Regions from separate parts of the Callithrix jacchus genome. Here region 1 is linked to region 2. Evidence: chromatin contacts called from public Hi-C data. All regions are on one chromosome and are shown on one strand. Each heading gives the region's core, a stretch centred on a gene start, on an enhancer-like site or on the middle of the called end of the contact. The rest is flanking DNA. Distances are from core to core; before and after follow the strand shown. Region 1 holds the start of CCL17 (C-C motif chemokine ligand 17). Region 2 holds the start of TRNAL-CAG (transfer RNA leucine (anticodon CAG)).

What was found. A called contact is a pair of places that touch in the nucleus more often than the background predicts.
Region 1: a contact with region 2 is called in a Hi-C map of skeletal muscle, with 18 times the contacts expected there. The contact joins the promoter of CCL17 here to the enhancer-like site in region 2. A contact is called at or near these places in 3 of 3 Hi-C or Micro-C datasets (induced pluripotent stem cells and skeletal muscle).

Annotation. Positions count from the first base shown.
Region 1 is chr20:15,287,970-15,293,108 of calJac240_pri, forward strand. CCL17 (C-C motif chemokine ligand 17) reads left to right here and starts at 3,216. Exons shown (of 3, transcript XM_008985929.5): 1 at 3,216-3,350; 2 at 4,420-4,537. The coding sequence starts at 3,281.
Region 2 is chr20:15,181,756-15,186,666 of calJac240_pri, forward strand. It overlaps TRNAL-CAG (transfer RNA leucine (anticodon CAG)), which reads right to left and starts at 76; the gene lies at 1-76. Within about 2 kb of position 3,661, at least 2 of the 16 cell types and tissues checked have an H3K27ac peak or open chromatin away from gene starts, as enhancers often do.

The DNA of each region.
Region 1 (5,139 bases), core at 1,966-4,465, 110 kb after region 2:
TCGCCTGCTCTTCCAGTCCTGCGTGGACTCGGTCAGGTGACACTGAAAGTCCACTGCATGCCAGGCACTGTGCTTGGCACTAGGGATGCCCACGGCACGGGGCAAGGCAGACACAGGCTGTCCTCATGTGACTTGTTCTCAGCCTGGCATTAAGGCTGTGCCCCATGCTGGGGTTTCATGCTATTGTCCTAATTTGCCTCTACACATTCCCCTCTCTGCGCCTTTGCCTAAACAGTGCCCCCTGTGACATGCCCTTTCTTCCAATCTTAGTATGAATCTTATTTACAAGACCTAGCCCCACAGCCACCTCCTGCAGGAAGTGAACTGAGTGAATTCTGGCCAGAAGCAACCTCTCCCCACGCTGTGCCCCAAGGCCCTTTAATCTCACCTGCATGTCACTATGAGGAGTCAGGCCCTGTTCCCCCACCCCTACCCACTGTGAACCCCCGAAATAGCAGGCTCTGGCCTCTGCCCACCCTGCAGTGCCAGGCATAGCCCCTAGAGGTTCGGCTGCCCCTGCCAGCCAGGCAGCCTGCACCATCCTTGAGCTGAACCAGAACCTTCCTAGTCCAGAACCTTCTGCTGCTGCTTTCATGATCTGTTCCCCAGAACAAACAGGGGAATTTGGGTCCTTCTGGAGAAAGCTCTGAGTCTGCGAGAAAGCAAGGAGGACTCAGAACTCACCCGGGGAGTTTCCCCAGTGGCAGGGACGGCAGCCGCTTCATCATTAGCAGGCTGCCCACTGAATCACAGCTGTCCTTTGCAGGCAGGTGGAGCCCCCACAAGAGGGTGGGCAGAAGCCACCAGGCTGAGTGCATGAGGGCAGGATGGGCAAGAGGAGTGGTCGCAGAGGCGCTCCCTCCTGCCTCCTCCCGGACCCCAGGCCTGGCCCTGCACCTCTGGGCCCAGGCTCTGTCTCCAGGTCAGGGCCATCTGTGCCTGCACCCTTCCCCTGCCCAGCCAGCCTCCTTTGCAGGGGGACTCTGCAGGGAGCCACCCTGAGGTTGCCCCTCCCTTTTTCTGGGATGTTGGCACCCAGGAGGGGCCCAGGCAGGAAGAGCAGACTCCCCTCCCCCTCCTCTGCAAATGGAAGCCAGCCTTGGGCACAGGACAGGTGGCTGGGGGCAAAGAACCCATCTGGGCTGTGGCTTGAGGAGGGGGCAGGGTCAGGGTCTCTGGCAGCTGATGTGACCCCCAGAGAAGCAGAGAAATGCTGGTTCAAGGCCCACCAAGGCAGACCCCATTTTCCCGAGATCAACCGTCCTGAGGAGGCTGAGGTCCAGAGAGGGTCTGTGAGCTGCCTGAGATCACACAGAGGATCCTGCCCACAGAAAGATTCCTCATGGGCAAGGGAAGACCTGCTCCTAGGCATGGACGCAGCCCCAGCCTCCCAGGTTGCCCTTGTGAGGGGTGGGGAGAGGAGCACCTGGGGCTCCTCCCGAGGTCAAGGGTCCTTGTCTGGTTTCCTTTCATCGGAACCCCCCCTCCCCACCTGAAGACTGATGAGGTTAGCTCTGAGCGATGCTCCGGGAAAGTGGGGTTTCCACAGGTATCCCCAGAACGTAAAAACAAGAAACAAAAATCTCACGACACAGAGCGGCTGTTGCTGTTACCAGGACTGCTCATGAAAACGTAGTAATGATTCAGCGATCAACACAGGGACTGTGATCTCGCAGGACTGTGAGAGGGCGGAAGGCACCTGCGCTATGTTGCCGAGGGGGCACTGCTGTCATTTTGAGCTGGCCCTGGTCATGCAGGGACAGGGCAAAGCCAGGCCTAGGTCCCCCATGTAACAATCAGAGTCCAGGTGCTGCCCTGCCTTGAGCCGCCCTGCCCTGGTGCTGCCCACCTGGAGGGCATGGGACCCTCATTCTACTGAAGGGACGCCCATGCTCTGGCTCCCGGGAGCCCTCACAGGGTGACTGGCAATTTCCTCGGGTGGCCAGGTGCCTGACCCGTGTGCAGTGATGCTGTGGCCTGGGGCTGAGACCCTAGAGTCACAGATAAGCCAGTTCACCAACTTGATCTGCCGCCTTATGCCTGTAGTTCTTTTTTCAGCTCTGCCCCTACTGGAAAGTGGACTTGCGTTCTGTCATTGCCCTGCAATGGGCTGGGGTGCCAGGAAAGTCAGCTCAGGGCCTGGCTCAGGATGGATCCTGACCAGGCATCCAGTACGGACTCCGGGACACAGCTCTGCTAGAAGCGAGAAGCGGCATCTCCTACAGACCCCTTTGTTCTGTTCTGCATCTTTTTTTTTTTTTTTAAGACTCAGTCTCGCTCTTGTCCACCAGGCTGGAGTGCAATGGTGCGATCTCAGCCCACCGCAAACTCCGCCTCCTGGGTTCAAGCAATCCTCCTGCCTCAGCCTCCCAAGTAGCTGGGACTACAGGTGCCCACCACCACGCCCTGCTATTTTTTGTATTTTAGTGGAGACGGGGTTTCACCATGTTGGCCAGGCTGGTCTCGAACTCCTGACTTCAGGAGATCCACCTGCCTAGGCCTCCCAGAGTGCTGGGATTCCAGGCGTGAGCCACCGTACCCAGCTCTGTTCTGCATCTTAGTGTAAGGCAACCCATTTAGGGGAACGTGGTTTCCCGAGCTATTTGGATTGAATGGTGATCGAAGTACCACTGGGCTCTGGCCTCCTTCGGTCAGGGCCTAGCCTGGGGTGGGACAGGCAACCAAAGCTGCTCTGTGCCCTGGCTGGGCCTCAGTCTCTCTCAGAGGCAGATAAAGAATGGACCTCCCTGCAGAGTGATGCCCCTGTGCCCATGGCCCACAGCCAGTGTGGCCCCCAGTGCCCTGAATCTTGCCCACAGTCCAGGAGAAGAGCCCTGCTTGATTTCTGCTGGTTGACTCCCAACACCTCATCTCCCCCGACTCAGGCCGCCATGCATGAAGGATGCTTTCTAGCCACAGAGAGATGAACTCAGTTGTGGATGGAGGCTTTTCAATTCTAATAGAGGAACCAAGAAATGTCCCCTCTGAAAGGAGAAGTGTGTCACTGCATGGGCTCCAGACACATGTACCCCACCTCTGTCTCCAGTTGAGTGCCCATTCTCTGGAAATCCACAAACATTCCAAGAGCTGGACTTCTCCTGAATCATCTCAAATTCTTCAATCTCCACTGGTCTAGTGAAGGATGTGGGGAGGTGACAGAAGGCGGGGCAAGACCCCCAGGGAGGTTAAATTAGTCACTGCCACCCTCAACTCTCAGCAAGGGTGTCTCCCTGAGCAGAGGGACCTACATGCACAGACTCCCTCCTGGACTTCTGGCACCATGGTCCCACTGAAGATGCTGGCCCTGGTCACCCTCCTCCTGGGGGCTTCTCTGCAGCACATCCATGCAGGTGAGAGCAGGGAAAGGTGGCCAGGGGCAGGCACTGGGAGGACAGGAATTGGGGGCATGAAAACCACCAAAGCAACACACACACACACATTTGTGTATTGTTGACACCCCACCTACTCCCACCCCACAAAAAGACCTGAGAAGCCCACAGCACTAGGATTTTGAGGGAAACGAGCAGAGAAAAATGTCGATGGTGTTGATGATGTCCCAGCTCTTGCAGGTGGGCTTGGTAAGGACCAACATGAGCACATCTCGAGCTGCAATGGCTGTGAGGTTGGGATTCAACAGCTGTAGTTGTGCAATGGAAAAAGAAAGATTCTCAAAATTATTTATTAGCATCTATTTTATTAACAGGTTTTATGCACAATGAGAGAATCAGCATAAAGCTTCCAAGAGCATGTAAAAAAGAGTTTCTTTTTTTTGAGATGGAGTCTCTCACTCTGTCACCCAGGCTAGAGTGCAATGGCGTGATCTTGGTTCACTGCAACCTCTGCCTCCCAGGTACAAGCGATTCTCCTACCTCGGCCTTCTGAGCAGCTGGGATTGTAGGTACCTGCCACCATGCGGGGCTAATTTTGTGTTTTTTGTAGAGATGGGGTTTTAACATATTGGTCAGGCTGGTCTCGAACTCCTGACCTCAAGCAACCCACCAGACTGGGCCTCCCAAAGTCCTGGGATTACAGGCATGAGCCACTGCGCCTGGCCTAAAAAACAGATTCTTATATTAGGTTAGGAAAGGAAAGATGAAATAAGGTTGCCAGGCATAGACACACAGGACTACACACAGACACACACACACGTGGGCACTCACAGGACACACAGGATCCCCCACAGACACACTCAGACATACATACCCACAAACACACAGGATCCCCACAGCATACACAGAGGCCTCACACATACTGGTGTACATTCACACACACACATATACATAGGCAGTGACACATGCAGTCACCACACAGATGCACACGTGGACACGCACATGCCAACCTTCCACAGACACACCCAGGGCTCCCACAAAACACAGGCAGACACTCACAGACACCCCACCCTGCTTCCTCTCCCTGCAGCTCGAGGGACCAATGTTGGCCGAGAGTGCTGCCTGGAGTACTTCAGGGGAGCCATTCCCCTTAGAAAGCTGTCTACTTGGTATAGGACCTCCCAGGACTGTAACCGGAAAGCCATTGTGTAAGTGCCCCTGGTCCCACCCCTGCTTCTCTGGGCCAAGCATGGGGACAAGTGGACCCTGAAGCTCCCAGAAAGGCCACCGGGAAACAGGGATGATACAGTGGGGACCTTCCTCCCCAACCCCTACAGGCTCCTTGGGGCAGTTCATGCACCCATGCTGTGGGACCCAAAAGGGCTGCAGGGCATCAAGTCCAACCTGTTCCTTGATTGTGGTGAAATCGAGGCCCTGGGAGGGATGAACTCCCCAGGTCACACAGCTGGTCAGGGGCAATGCGGTCACCTCCCCTGGCCTGGGCCTGAGCCCTCCCCACAGTCCCCACGTCTCAGGCTCTAGGCCGTCTTGGGGCAGTCTGAGGGGTGGTAGTCTGAGCCCTCCCCACAGTCCCCACATCACAGGCTCTAAGCCATCTTGTGGCAGTCTGACAAGGTCCTGCAGCCCTGGCTCCCTGTGAGGGTCCAGATCACTCAGGACAGAGCCTGATGTCCCAGACCTGCCACCAAGGCCCCAGGTGACTACAGCAACTTCCTGCCCCTCTTGGAGTCTTGGAATCCTGCTCAGCACAGGATGGGGCCATCCTGGGGACTCTGGGGCCCTTCTCCCT
Region 2 (4,911 bases), core at 2,411-4,910:
AGTGGGATTCGAACCCACGCCTCCAGGGGAGACTGCGACCTGAACGCAGCGCCTTAGACCGCTCGGCCATCCTGACTGCTTGAAGAAAGCTTTCCTACAAGCCTCTACACAAGTTCTGTAGTGTGCGCATGCGTAGCAAGCCGCAAAGACTCAGGCCTTATTCTCGAATGGCTTTGACTGGAGCGAATTACACTCGCTTGCTTCAATGGGGCGTGGCAAGATGGAACGAGGAGGATCAGCGCGATGCACCTAGGCGACGCCAGAGGGTGCGCAAGGCCTACTAGAGAAGGCCGAGACCGCGGTCTGTCACTTTAACACACGTGCATTTGAGCCTCCAGCATGTATTCATTCTGCATGCATATATGTACTATTCATGTCAGCTTTGATTCCTGAAATCTGCAAGCAACCTTACATTTCCCTTGTGCACGATGCAATCAAGTCCGCATACCTGCACTGATCTGTAGACATCTCCGTGAGCTGGCGCCCAATCTAGGTAAAGCCCGGTTATTGCAAGGCCGCCTGACACTCTTAACCGCGCTCTCCTTCCTCTCGCCCCAACTGCAGCTTCACATTTGTATGTGTGTTTAACTCATTTACCCAGGCTCCGGGGTAGAATGAGCCCTGCGGCGGCACGCACTATTCCTATGTCCCAGTGCCCGAACCGTGCCCGGCACACAGTAGGTGCGCAGGGAAGATCCCGAGGATTCAGTTCTTCTCTGGCTTCCTCCTTCCTGCATCCCCTCGTTTCGTGACTCATCTCTCTTTTCCTGGCCCCCGCGGCATCTTCCTCTCTTCCCTTTCGCCCCCTCTAGGCTTAGGCACGCTGCCCGCAGGCTGTTTCCAGGGACCAGAAGACCTCGGTACTGAGAGGGTGCCCTTCTCCAAGGGATTTCTAGGATCTTAGGGGCCTGGGCCACTGACCTGGTGTGTAACAATTACACATTAATTATTGAATTCCCTCCTTAATAACTCATGATTCTACAATGAAAGCTGCTGCCCCTCTCTGTACACAGGCACTGAAAGAGAGGGTCCGAGACTCTCCGACATCTGTGAACCCACTCTGGAGTCCAGGGATCAGGCCCAGAAGGTGTGAACAGTGGGGTCACATTAACCCCTTAGTGTCGTTGGACTTGTCTGAGATGGTATCACGGAGTGGCCTCAGCAGGAGAACAGCAGCCCTTACCACCCTTGGGTCAGATTCCCTTTAAATGCTTGGAGCTTGGGATGGAGCCCCTTGGGGTGGGCAGAGGTCCTGGTTATTTGAAAGATGATGAAACCCTCTTCTTTCCCTGTCCCAGATGTCCTCTTCTCATTGACTGACAGAATTCTTTCCTTTAGGTTTAGCACTTAAACCCCCCCACTTTTTTTTTTGAGACAGAATCTCGCTCTGTCACCTGCAGTGGTGTGATCTCCGCTCACTGCAACCTCTGCCTCCTGGGCTCAAGCAATTCTCCTGCTTCAGCCTCCTGAGTAGCTGGAATTACAGGCACACACTACCAGGCCCAGCTAATTTTTGTATTTTTAGTAGTGACGGGGTTTCACCATGTTGCCTAGGTTGGTCTCGATCTCTTGACATTGTGATCTGCCCACCTCAGTCTCCCAAAGTGCTGGGATTACAGGTGTGAACCACCATGCCTAGCCTTGTGTCCTCTTCTAAAATACAAATTGCCCTGGAAGCTGGAAAGAAAGTCAACAAACATTTATTAAGCACTTGCTATGTGCCATTCTTCTGTATGCTGTGAACAAAACAGAATTTTACTCTCAAGATACATTCATACATGCATCGAAGTAAGAAGGATAAGAACCAAATGAACAAACACATTCAGGTGTTGGTAAGTGCTGGGTAGAGAACGCATCAGGAAACTCGAGAGACTTTGAAACAGGCAATAAAGATAACTGGATGTTCCGCCGGGATCACCCATCCAGCTATCTAATCCTTTAAGGGCTTGCACCTTTCATTATTCTTATGTCCAAATAATTCTTGTCCACAGAAATACAGGTGAATTTTGATAGGGTGGAATGCAATTGATCATTGCCCTGTGGATATTGACCAATTTTGCAATTTACTTATAAATTCATTTCAGCACTCCTGATTGCCAATATATGTGTGTCTTTGAATTCTCTTTTGAATTGGTTATAACATTGTACAGGTCCCTCTATTAATTAATGACTAAAATAAAACCTTTGACATGTGTTCATTTTATATGAGAATTATGATTTTATCTTAAAAATTATCCTTTTGGCCTGGCAAGGTGGCTCATGCCTATGATCCCAGCACTTTGGGAGGCTGAGGTGGGCATATCACAAGGTCAGAAGTTTGAGACCAGCCTGGCCAGCATGGTGAAACCCCATGTCTACTATAAATACAAAAATTAGCCAGGCATGATGGCATATGCCTGTAGTCCCAGCTACTCAGGAGGCTGAGAAAGGGGAATTGCTTGAACCTGGAAGGCAGAAGTTGCAGTGAGCTGAGATCATACTACTGCACTTCAGGCTGGGGGACAGAGCGAGACTGTCTCAAAAAAAAAAAAAAATATCCCTTTAACAGTGATCAAGAGTGACTGGGGCTCTCTTGGGCAGGGTGGTTAGGGAGGGCCTCTGTGAGGAACTGACACTGAGTTCAAAAGGAGAATGACAAAATCAAAGCTGCAGGTGACAGCATTGCAGATGAAAGATGTAGCCAGTGCAAAGACAGGAATCTTATCTGTTGGAAGGACAGCAAGGCCAGCGCGGCAGCAGTAAGGTGATGGGAAGGCTCAGGCCATATCACACAGGGCTGGAGTGCCAGTGAAAGGAGTTTGGATTTTCTTCTGTGATGGAGTAACTGGTGTGTTTTTGTTTATTGTTGCTGCTGTTTTGAGACAAGGTCCCGCCCTGTCGTCCACGTTGGAGTCCAGTGGCACAGTCTTGACTCACTGCAGCCTTAACCTCCTGGGCTCAAGCAATCCCTGCCTTAGCCTCCCGAGTAGCTGGGACTACAGGTGTGCACCACCACATTTGGCTACTTTTTGTAGAGACAGGATCTTGACATGTTGCCCAGGCTGGTCTGGAACTCCCAAGCCCAAGTGATCCTCTGGCCTTGTCCTCCCAAAGTGCTAGGATTATAGGTGTTAGTCACTGTGCCCAACCTGGAGTGTTTTAAGCAGGGGATTGGCATGGTCCTGAGGGCCCTTCCAAAACTGTCCCTTTGGCTGCTGTGTGGAGGATGGATGGGAGGCCAAGGGAAGAATTGGAAGTCCAGGGAGGAGGCCATGGCAGGAAGGATAAGAGATGATGGTAGCTGGACCAGGGAAGTGGAGATTGCAAAAGGTGGTAGAATTCAAGATTCAGGATGTGTTTTGAGGTAAAACAGACAATCCCTGCTGCTGGCTGGTATGTGTGTGGGACGTCCGGGCGGAAGGAGAGGGTATAGGGATGCAATAGGAAGTCACCAAGGCCATCGAGGAGCCAGATTTCTAGAAGCTCAGTTTCCCTTGGAGGCAAGAGCTTTGAAGCAGGGGCTGCTAGCTTCCCACTTTCACCCCATTTTACAGGCCAGGGAGGTGAGGCTTAGGTGGGCCGAGTGGCTTGATCCGGGTAGCCTTTCTGAGTGTACATCATTTTAGAGAGGAGAAAACAGAGGTAAAGCCAGAGCTGGAGCCGTGTCCAGCCCTGCTCTGCCTGCTGCCCTCCTGGCCTGCCTGGGAGAACAAGCTCCCTTGCTGGGGCTCAGCACTAGGTTCCCACACAGCCCTGTCTCCTGGATTTGGGGGGATGATCAGCTGTCCCCCCTCGACACTTTTCATATGGCAGCCTCCAGGCCTGGAGGAAGCCTAGCAGCCTCAGGTAGCTGAGACCAAAATTGGGAAGGGAGAAGGCCATCATTTCTGTTTATGTCCTGTTTCCTCCTTATCAGCAGCCTAGACACCAACAAAGAGCCGTGTGGGACAGGCCTCACTCATTCCCTACTCTGGGCATTTGTCCAGCTTGGGTGGATAAAGTCCCCTGAGTGCAGCTTGAAAAGACTGCATGCAGCTGGGGAAGTCCTGATGTGGCTCTTCCTGTGGCTTGCCCTACTTAGGACCGATGAAGTCAGATGGCCAAATGAGGACCCCGTGTTTGTCCAGCCAAAAAAGGGGGAATTCCTATCATTCCTGGGACTTCGGCACACATCACCAGGCCTGCCTGGAGAAATTGTGGCAAGAGCTGAGTGCTAGTGAATGCTTCCTTTCCATCCATGATCTCATTAATGTTCATCACAGCACCACAACACAGGTCATCATCACCCCATTTTATAGGAAAGTGAGACTCAGAGAGACCATGGGAATTACCCAGAGTCATACAGTTGGTAAGTAGAATTTGATTCATCTGGCTCAAAACTCCTCCTTGAGGCCAGGTGTGGTGGCTCACACCTGTAATCCTAACACTTTGGGAGGCTGGGGTGGAAGGATTGCTTGAGCCCAGGAGGTTGAGGCTGTAGTGAGCCGTGATCACGCCACCTCACTCCAGCCTGGGCAACAGAGTGAGACCCTGTCTCAAAAACAAAACAAAACAAAATCCCTTCTTGAAAACTACAGTGTACCTAGCATCATGCCCAGCAATTTCTTCACATTGTCTCCTTAGAAAAAGGCCACGAGGGCTGGCCAATTCACGAGGCAGGATGGACTTTGAGATGCCATTGTTAGTCCTGTTTTCATTACTGAAGGAGACTTAAAAGAAAGGGTAGGATTTTCCCAGGAAGGCAGGCCAAGTAGTACGGCCAAGATTGTGTGGTTCAGGCTCTGGTTTTCTTGGCTGAGGGTGGAGAGCAGAAGCCATGGGGTGCCAGGAACGAATGCCTGCCAAGGCCCTGGTTTGGACATCTTGACTCTGAGGGGAGAAGCGAGGCCAGCCCCAGGGGAATGGGGGAATCTGGAGGTGAAGTGGATGAGG